Linked DNA regions of Triticum aestivum: region 1 is linked to region 2. Evidence: chromatin contacts called from public Hi-C data. All regions are on one chromosome and are shown on one strand. The core of a region is the stretch at or near the end of the contact, and the rest is flanking DNA. Distances in the headings are between cores, read along the strand shown. Region 1 holds the start of LOC123156308. Region 2 holds the start of LOC123160923.

Region 1 (3,297 bases), core at 631-3,130, 320 kb before region 2:
GGATATTTTTATATAAGCACCGGAAACTACTAGGCCTGAACAATATTATAATTTCGCCAAGCGTTTAAAATATCAAAAGGGCAAAAAATCACACAAAGTACTTTTAAAGCAATTATTTATCCTTAATGAGCTACATCAGTAACAATTTATTCAACCATGTCGTTATCTTGATGATTAGATAGACTCAGGTACGGCTACATAAATAGTTCTCATGCATACGCCAAAACATGGCGGCCCCATGCGCTAATTTTTATTCAGCAGTTGAATGATCAACAAGGCCAAAGGCACAGGTCCTTTTTTTTCTAGTAGAAAGCCATGTTTTATGCTGTTTGGTCTTAGCCAATTCAAAAAGCACTGAAACATGGCATCTACAACGCCTGGTGAAGTGGGGCATTGAAAATTATGCAGTGTATGCCACTTGTGAAAACGACGTTACAGGGAATGGTAAGCCAGATCATTATTGGCTGGAGATAAACACAAGTAGCAAATTCGAGCTGGAATGATTGGGCAATACTAATCTGCTCCACAAGCACCATTGACATCAAGTCACCTCTTTATCATAACTATTGAATTCGGCAACAAAAGACTAAGCGAGGAAATATCAGCACTGTAAACTAGCCACATGGTCTAAAAGTAGCTTTTCCGCACCCTTTTGAGTATAATCACTGGACTAAGGTTCCTCTCGCGACAAGCGCATGTTTTGCACGAGTGATTGCGCGCCTCGCATAATATAGTGGTTCTTTTTTAGAATATATACTGGTTCTTTTGTTGATGGCAAGTTATGTTTCTCTACTTTGTCGTAGCATAGCAAACTACTGCGACCTTTTAACTTATAAAACGGATAGCTCTCACCCACCGGGTAGAAGTGGTAAACATGCTAGAAAACTAAGCTGAAACCGCGGCACTGCGAACTTGCCTCCGCGATCAGATTTCAGGACGAACCTCCTAATTGTGCCCATGATTTTATTTTTTCTGAAGAACCAGCCGCTACACTAACACGTACAGGCAAGCCACTGATAATAAACTCCTAAACGCCCTAAACAATATCAGCGCTGAACTTCGAATCATACCATAAAGAGAAATAAACCTCGACAACCTATCAATCAATCAATTAGATAACTGAAAGCGGAACTGCAGGTGCAGGCAGGCTCAGATTCGCGATTCGGAGAAAACAAGCGGCGGAACCACCAACACCACCGCGACACCAAGCCCAAAGGAACGTGGTTACCGACCAGCGCGTACTCGTCGTCGCCGTCGCCGTCCCTCCGGCCGTCGTCGCCGGCTCCGCCGGCGTGCTGGAGCTCGCTGCCGGCCTCGACGTCGACGTCGACGTCCATCTCGCCGTCCGAGACGTCGTAATCGTCCACCGCGTGCCCCGCGGCCGCCGCCGCCGCCGCACCTTCCCGCACGCTGGCGGCCATGAATCAATCAACCACCTGCGCGCACCAAACCAAACCACTCAGATGAAACCCACGCGGACACAGACAAACCCACTCAGAGGACCCGCGCCTCGGGCGAAGCAACCGGAGCCGTACCTGTGCTGCGCAGGGCGGGGCAGGGCGGCGCCGAGCGCGTAGGGCAGGGACGGGCCGGGGAAGCGCGGGTTGGCGGGAGAGGGGATGAGGGAGGAGGGATGAGCTGCGTCGGCGGCGGGGGTGAGGATGGGGGTGGGGGTGGGGGTGGGATGGGCAGAGACGTGTGGAGGGGAGGAGGGCAGCGGGGCTGGGCGGGCTGGCGCTCCCCTTTTTGTGCCGTGCGGCGAAGCGAGGCTCTAGACGGCAGGCGAGGGCTCGCACGCTCGATCCGGAATTTGACAGCGACGGGGGACGGATGTTGGGGATCCGCCGCGCTATACATACAGCGGGAGGGAGCCTCTAGAAGCCATACAACGAGTCGGAGTAGGAGTATGATGATTGACGACACCCATGGTTGATGGTACGTGTACTTTTTTATTCTTCCCGTCATGTGTTTTTCTGCGAGGGGCGCACTAAACTAAACAAGCAAACACTGTTTTTCTAGGGCAGGAGGGGGTCGGAGCACGCAAGCGCTGCCCCTTTGTGGACTGTAATTTGTTAGATTATTAACTGTTGGTGTGTCTGGTTTTGGCCAAATGTTTACTTTCTCAATGTGTAACACGTTAGCGTTTATCTGACTGATCACGCTGCACGCGTCAACCGACTCTGCGGCCATCTTCACCCTTTGCAACTTGGCCCATGTTGCAGAGCAAGCGAGCGCAACATGGTGCTTGTTGCAAAGGTTGCGGCTGACGACGGTAGATCGAACCAAACTGTTTGTGATTGGTATGGAACCGTTCGCCCATTTAAACGAAGGATATGTTGCGAAGCGAGCGAGCACAACAACATGGTGCTCGTTGCAAAGGCTGCGGCTGACTCAACGGTAGATCAGATGGAGCAGGTTGCGGTTGGTGCGTAATGGTTCACGGGAGCTGTTGGAGAGCTATTTTTACCTTAATAACTTCTCGTAAACGATAGTTTCGTTTACGGATGCATGAGCTATTGAAGTTGCTCTAAGATATGTCCACTGTCCCATGCTTTAATTCCTATTTTGCTGAGGAATAACATTCATGAAAATATTTTCGGCTTGTGAATCGAAAATTGTTGTCTTTGAACTTGTCCATGGAAGATCCTGATTTTCTTCCCATGGAAACAGATTTTTTGTTCAATGAAGACTCACATTGTCATACAATTTCACTTCAAACCTAACCATGTGAAGGAAAAAGGTTTACCTCAGCTAACATATCAGCTCCAACTCTAGAGCAAGAAATGTATTATTGGTCATTGAGGGGTTCACGCAGAGCCGGAACAATGATTGTCCGGATATCTACTATTAAAGGGTAGTCTATGCTCGTGATGATATGTCGTGCTTTGGTTTGATTTCGTATATATGTCTGTTGGTTTATGTAATTATGGACAATATCATTCTTTAGATGAGAGGATCACATTAGTTACGGAGAGTATCACTCTTTTGATAGGAGAATCATGTTAATTATTTAAAGTATCATTGAGCGCTAGACGGGAGGATCTTGTTAATTATGAAATGTGTCATTCTTTGAATGGAAGAATCACGTTAATTATGAAAAGTATCATTGAGGGTTTGATGAGAGGATCACTAGAATATCATGCCCCCATTGCAACCCACGGGCAATTAGCTAAATGTCTTATGAGAAGATGGCCAGATGGTTTCTGACACAATGACAACACCACTTTTGCATTGTTCACAATGGCTTTTTTACTTTTGCGTAACCGGAGAAAACATCTTCCAGAATGGTTTGGAGTA
Region 2 (3,387 bases), core at 846-3,345:
GAAATATAAGCATACTCATAACCGCACTAGAGTGAAAGGGTGATATCAGAGATCACGCAAGCTGGTAAACACGACCAGGTACTACAAACTGCCACAAAAAAAAAAGTGATACTGATAGCACTCATATTATATTTCAAAAGGAGCCGAAGTTTGACGAACAACAAAAATCATGCCATTACAGAGGGGCAATGACAAAAGTTTCAGTCATTGGCATGATCATAGGTACATCAATATGCAACTTCTCGACTCGCAAAAAGGGACGACCACTGGGCCGCTTGATGCTGATCAGACACTTCAATCCCTTCTGCTTGATGTCCAAAATGTAGGCCACAACCAACAGGTTATAGCTGGACAAGTACGCGCTGTGGTATAAGGGTCGTAATAAGTTAACCATGCATCCTCTGGGACAGTTGCTGCGCCTGATCTAACCTTTATACGAATATGCTGTTAAATGCCTCCTCCAGTGCTCTTCGCCTGCCCAACTCAGCAGTCCAACCACCTGCCCGAGCTCCTCTCTCCGCACGTAGTCGCATGGTCTCCTCATCATATCCATGTAGAGGATCGGATGAACCACCGATTGGCTGCGGGGCGTTACCAGTCGGACGAGGCTGATTCAACCCACCAGGAACGGCGGCAGGTGCATACTGGCCTTGAACTCCTGCTCCACCACTAATACCTTGGGAGGTTCCAGCCGCCTGTTACATTGACATTTGCACAACAAAAATACAAGAATCACTTCAGATAGATTGAAACAAAAACTTTCAGTGGTACAGAACATAAATCATCGGAAAGCTGAAGAGGACTCAAGATCTTTATGGTTTACAGGTAAATATGCAAGTAGTCAATGTGGAGTAAATAAAATAACTGAATATAATAAGCGACTCGAAAATCAGGGCACAAAGTTAACATGACAATAGCCTGTTGATGATTAGACAACTAAACAACCATATCTAAAGTTGCAATACCTCTACGCAAAATTTGTTTGAAGACAGGATGATAAATTGGGGACGAAATGCAAATTCACCACAAACTGAAAAATGCTAGTGGAATATCCAGCTTGCTAAAGTTGACCATTCCATCACAAACCAGCTAGCATATTTCATCTAGATTTTGACAAATATCTGATATGCGCATTGCGTTCTCAGATCTAAAAAGTTGGCACTTCAAAAATTAGCATTTCACTGATACCATTTCATAAATTCTTTTGTTAGTTCTAATATTTGACAACTAGTAACTTTAGAATAAAAGTACTGGATATTCTCCATACATGAAGGCTTGCAATTCCACAAAGCTGATGGAACTGGACATATGAAGTGTATCATAGACTGCGAATATCAACTAACCGTATCACTCGGGCCAGCCTTCACAGTGACCATTCTGCTTGCTTTAAGCGCCGCGGCAAGATCTTCAGCCTGCACATCAGCCAGAAAACTCTCAATCAGGGTTCAGGGCCGACAAGCCTTATTACAGTAACATCATTTTTACTGAGTTTGTACTGAATGTATGTAAGAACAGCATACCCTTTTAGCTCGCGACAAGTATATCTGCTCAGCATTTTCCTGCTGATACCTGGCAATCCTAGCCTCGATCGCCTCGACGTCGATTCCTTCGATGAGGTTGAATGTTTCATCAAAAGAGAAAAAAAAATCGAAGCACCGATCAAAATCCTGCCAACTGCTGCATCCAAGAACAAACAGGGATGGATGGGCAACTCACTCATATCCTCCACCTCCTCCAGGTAATCGTTGTAGTCTTTCAGCGACGGGAAGTGCTCCCGCGTCTTGTTGAATCTGCGCCCGCATCCACACCACACAGAAAAGAATCAGGCCTAGCAGCCTCGACAGCGGAAATTTTGTTCAGAGGAACCTGGGGAGAGGGAGGGAGCGCGCACATACATGCTGGCCATCCTCCGGCGGAGGGTCATCTCCTTCGCCCACGCATTCCCGCTGCCGCCCCCCACCACCACCATCTCGCCGCCGCCGCCGCCGCCGACCGGAGCGCGAGATCGGCTGCCCTGTGAGTCGCGCCGCGGTGAGTGGGCTAGGGTTCGTTACCGGAAGCAAAGCAGAAGGGGAGAGGCGGAGGCCCGTGTACGCTATATCGAGCAAAGTGAGGGCCGTTTGGCAAAAAGGGCAGGCGATCGCGGATCCGGGCCGCCCGATCTCGATCGGACGGCTGGGAGGAGCGCGTGCACGTGCCTGTAGCCTTGGATCCTCTTTGCCCCCTTGGCCACGTCACGGACTGACAGACCCCATGGCACTCCCGCTCCGACTCCTCGGCCGCATCGGCGGCGGCGGCGGCCGCCGCGGCCGCCTCCCGCCGCCGCTCGCCGCCCTCGCCCACCTCTCCGCCGCCTCGCCACACCGAGGCCCCACCCACGAGCCGCCCTCTCCTGCCCCTCTGCATCGTTTCCCAGCTCCCGCCCCCCCTTTCGCCGTGCCCGCGCGGAGCTTCTCCTGGTACTCCCGCTCCCCCGCCCCCGCCGCGGCTGAGGGGGCCCCGGCTAACGAGGGCGCGAGCGCCGGGAAGGATTTCGTTTACTTGGACGATGCGAGTACCGTCGATTACGGTGAAGAGCTCGCCGCCGCCGCAGGTGGCGCGGCGGATGCCGCCGTCGGAGTGGCCGCAGGTGGCAATGGAGGCGGCCTGTCGGGGTTCGCTATGGACTCTTTGATCGGCGTCCTCGACGGCTTCCATAATCTCACCGGTCTGCCATGGTAGGCATTGTGCGGTGGAAGGCTCGTCAGTTTTCCGTTACTGTTGTTATTGCTGCTGCTACCATAGCCGGTGTTAATTTGAACTTAGTAGGTTTGATTAGGCATTTCTCATGCGATTACATGGCTCCTCTGTGGTACTCGCGTGTGCTGTGACTTGTCGACCTCTTCGCTCAGAATGTGCCAGATCCTTTATGTCTAAGAACAACTTTGGTTGTGAATGTAACCGCTGATTTTCATTGCAGGTGGATAACAATCTCCGCCTCCACTGTGGCCATGCGGCTAATCATACTCCCCGCCCTGATAGTACAATTTCATAAGACTGCTAAAATCGGCCAACTTTTTCGAAAATGTATGTTCCGCCAGCTTCTCACTTTACTTTCTTGTATTCAAATGTTTGGTGTGCATTCGCTTGCTGGTGCCGCAGAATACATGATTCAGACAACTGCTGTTTAAGTGTTTATCTTTTTTTAAATTATTCTTAAATCTCCGGATATATAGCATTTACCAACTGGTAAACTTAATTTGTGGGGGAATACCCCTTCCAGACCTATTCTATTCTTGAAATCGAAATGTTTATTTTAGCTGAGCCTCCCAGAGTCTATTCTATTCCTGTCTGATTGAATTCAGATTGTTTATATTTTCTGTTTCTGTTTCTGTTTATGTGTCTCTG

The links. A called contact is a pair of places that touch in the nucleus more often than the background predicts.
Region 1: a contact with region 2 is called in a Hi-C map of leaf, with 7 times the contacts expected there. The contact joins the promoter of LOC123156308 here to the promoter of LOC123160923 in region 2. A contact is called at or near these places in 3 of 5 Hi-C or Micro-C datasets (leaf and an unstated tissue).

The regions. Positions count from the first base shown.
Region 1 is chr7B:35,657,359-35,660,655 of IWGSC CS RefSeq v2.1, reverse strand. It overlaps LOC123156308, which reads right to left and starts at 1,880. Exons shown (of 10, transcript XM_044574444.1): 1 at 1,536-1,880; 2 at 1,233-1,436. The coding sequence starts at 1,421.
Region 2 is chr7B:35,337,737-35,341,123 of IWGSC CS RefSeq v2.1, reverse strand. It overlaps LOC123160923, which reads right to left and starts at 2,095. Exons shown (of 5, transcript XM_044578768.1): 1 at 1,896-2,095; 2 at 1,717-1,790; 3 at 1,521-1,624; 4 at 1,344-1,412; 5 at 96-695. The coding sequence starts at 1,969. The coding sequence ends at 432. It overlaps LOC123157294 (ALBINO3-like protein 2, chloroplastic), which reads left to right and starts at 2,243. Exons shown (of 15, transcript XM_044575552.1): 1 at 2,243-2,717; 2 at 2,960-3,066. The coding sequence starts at 2,254.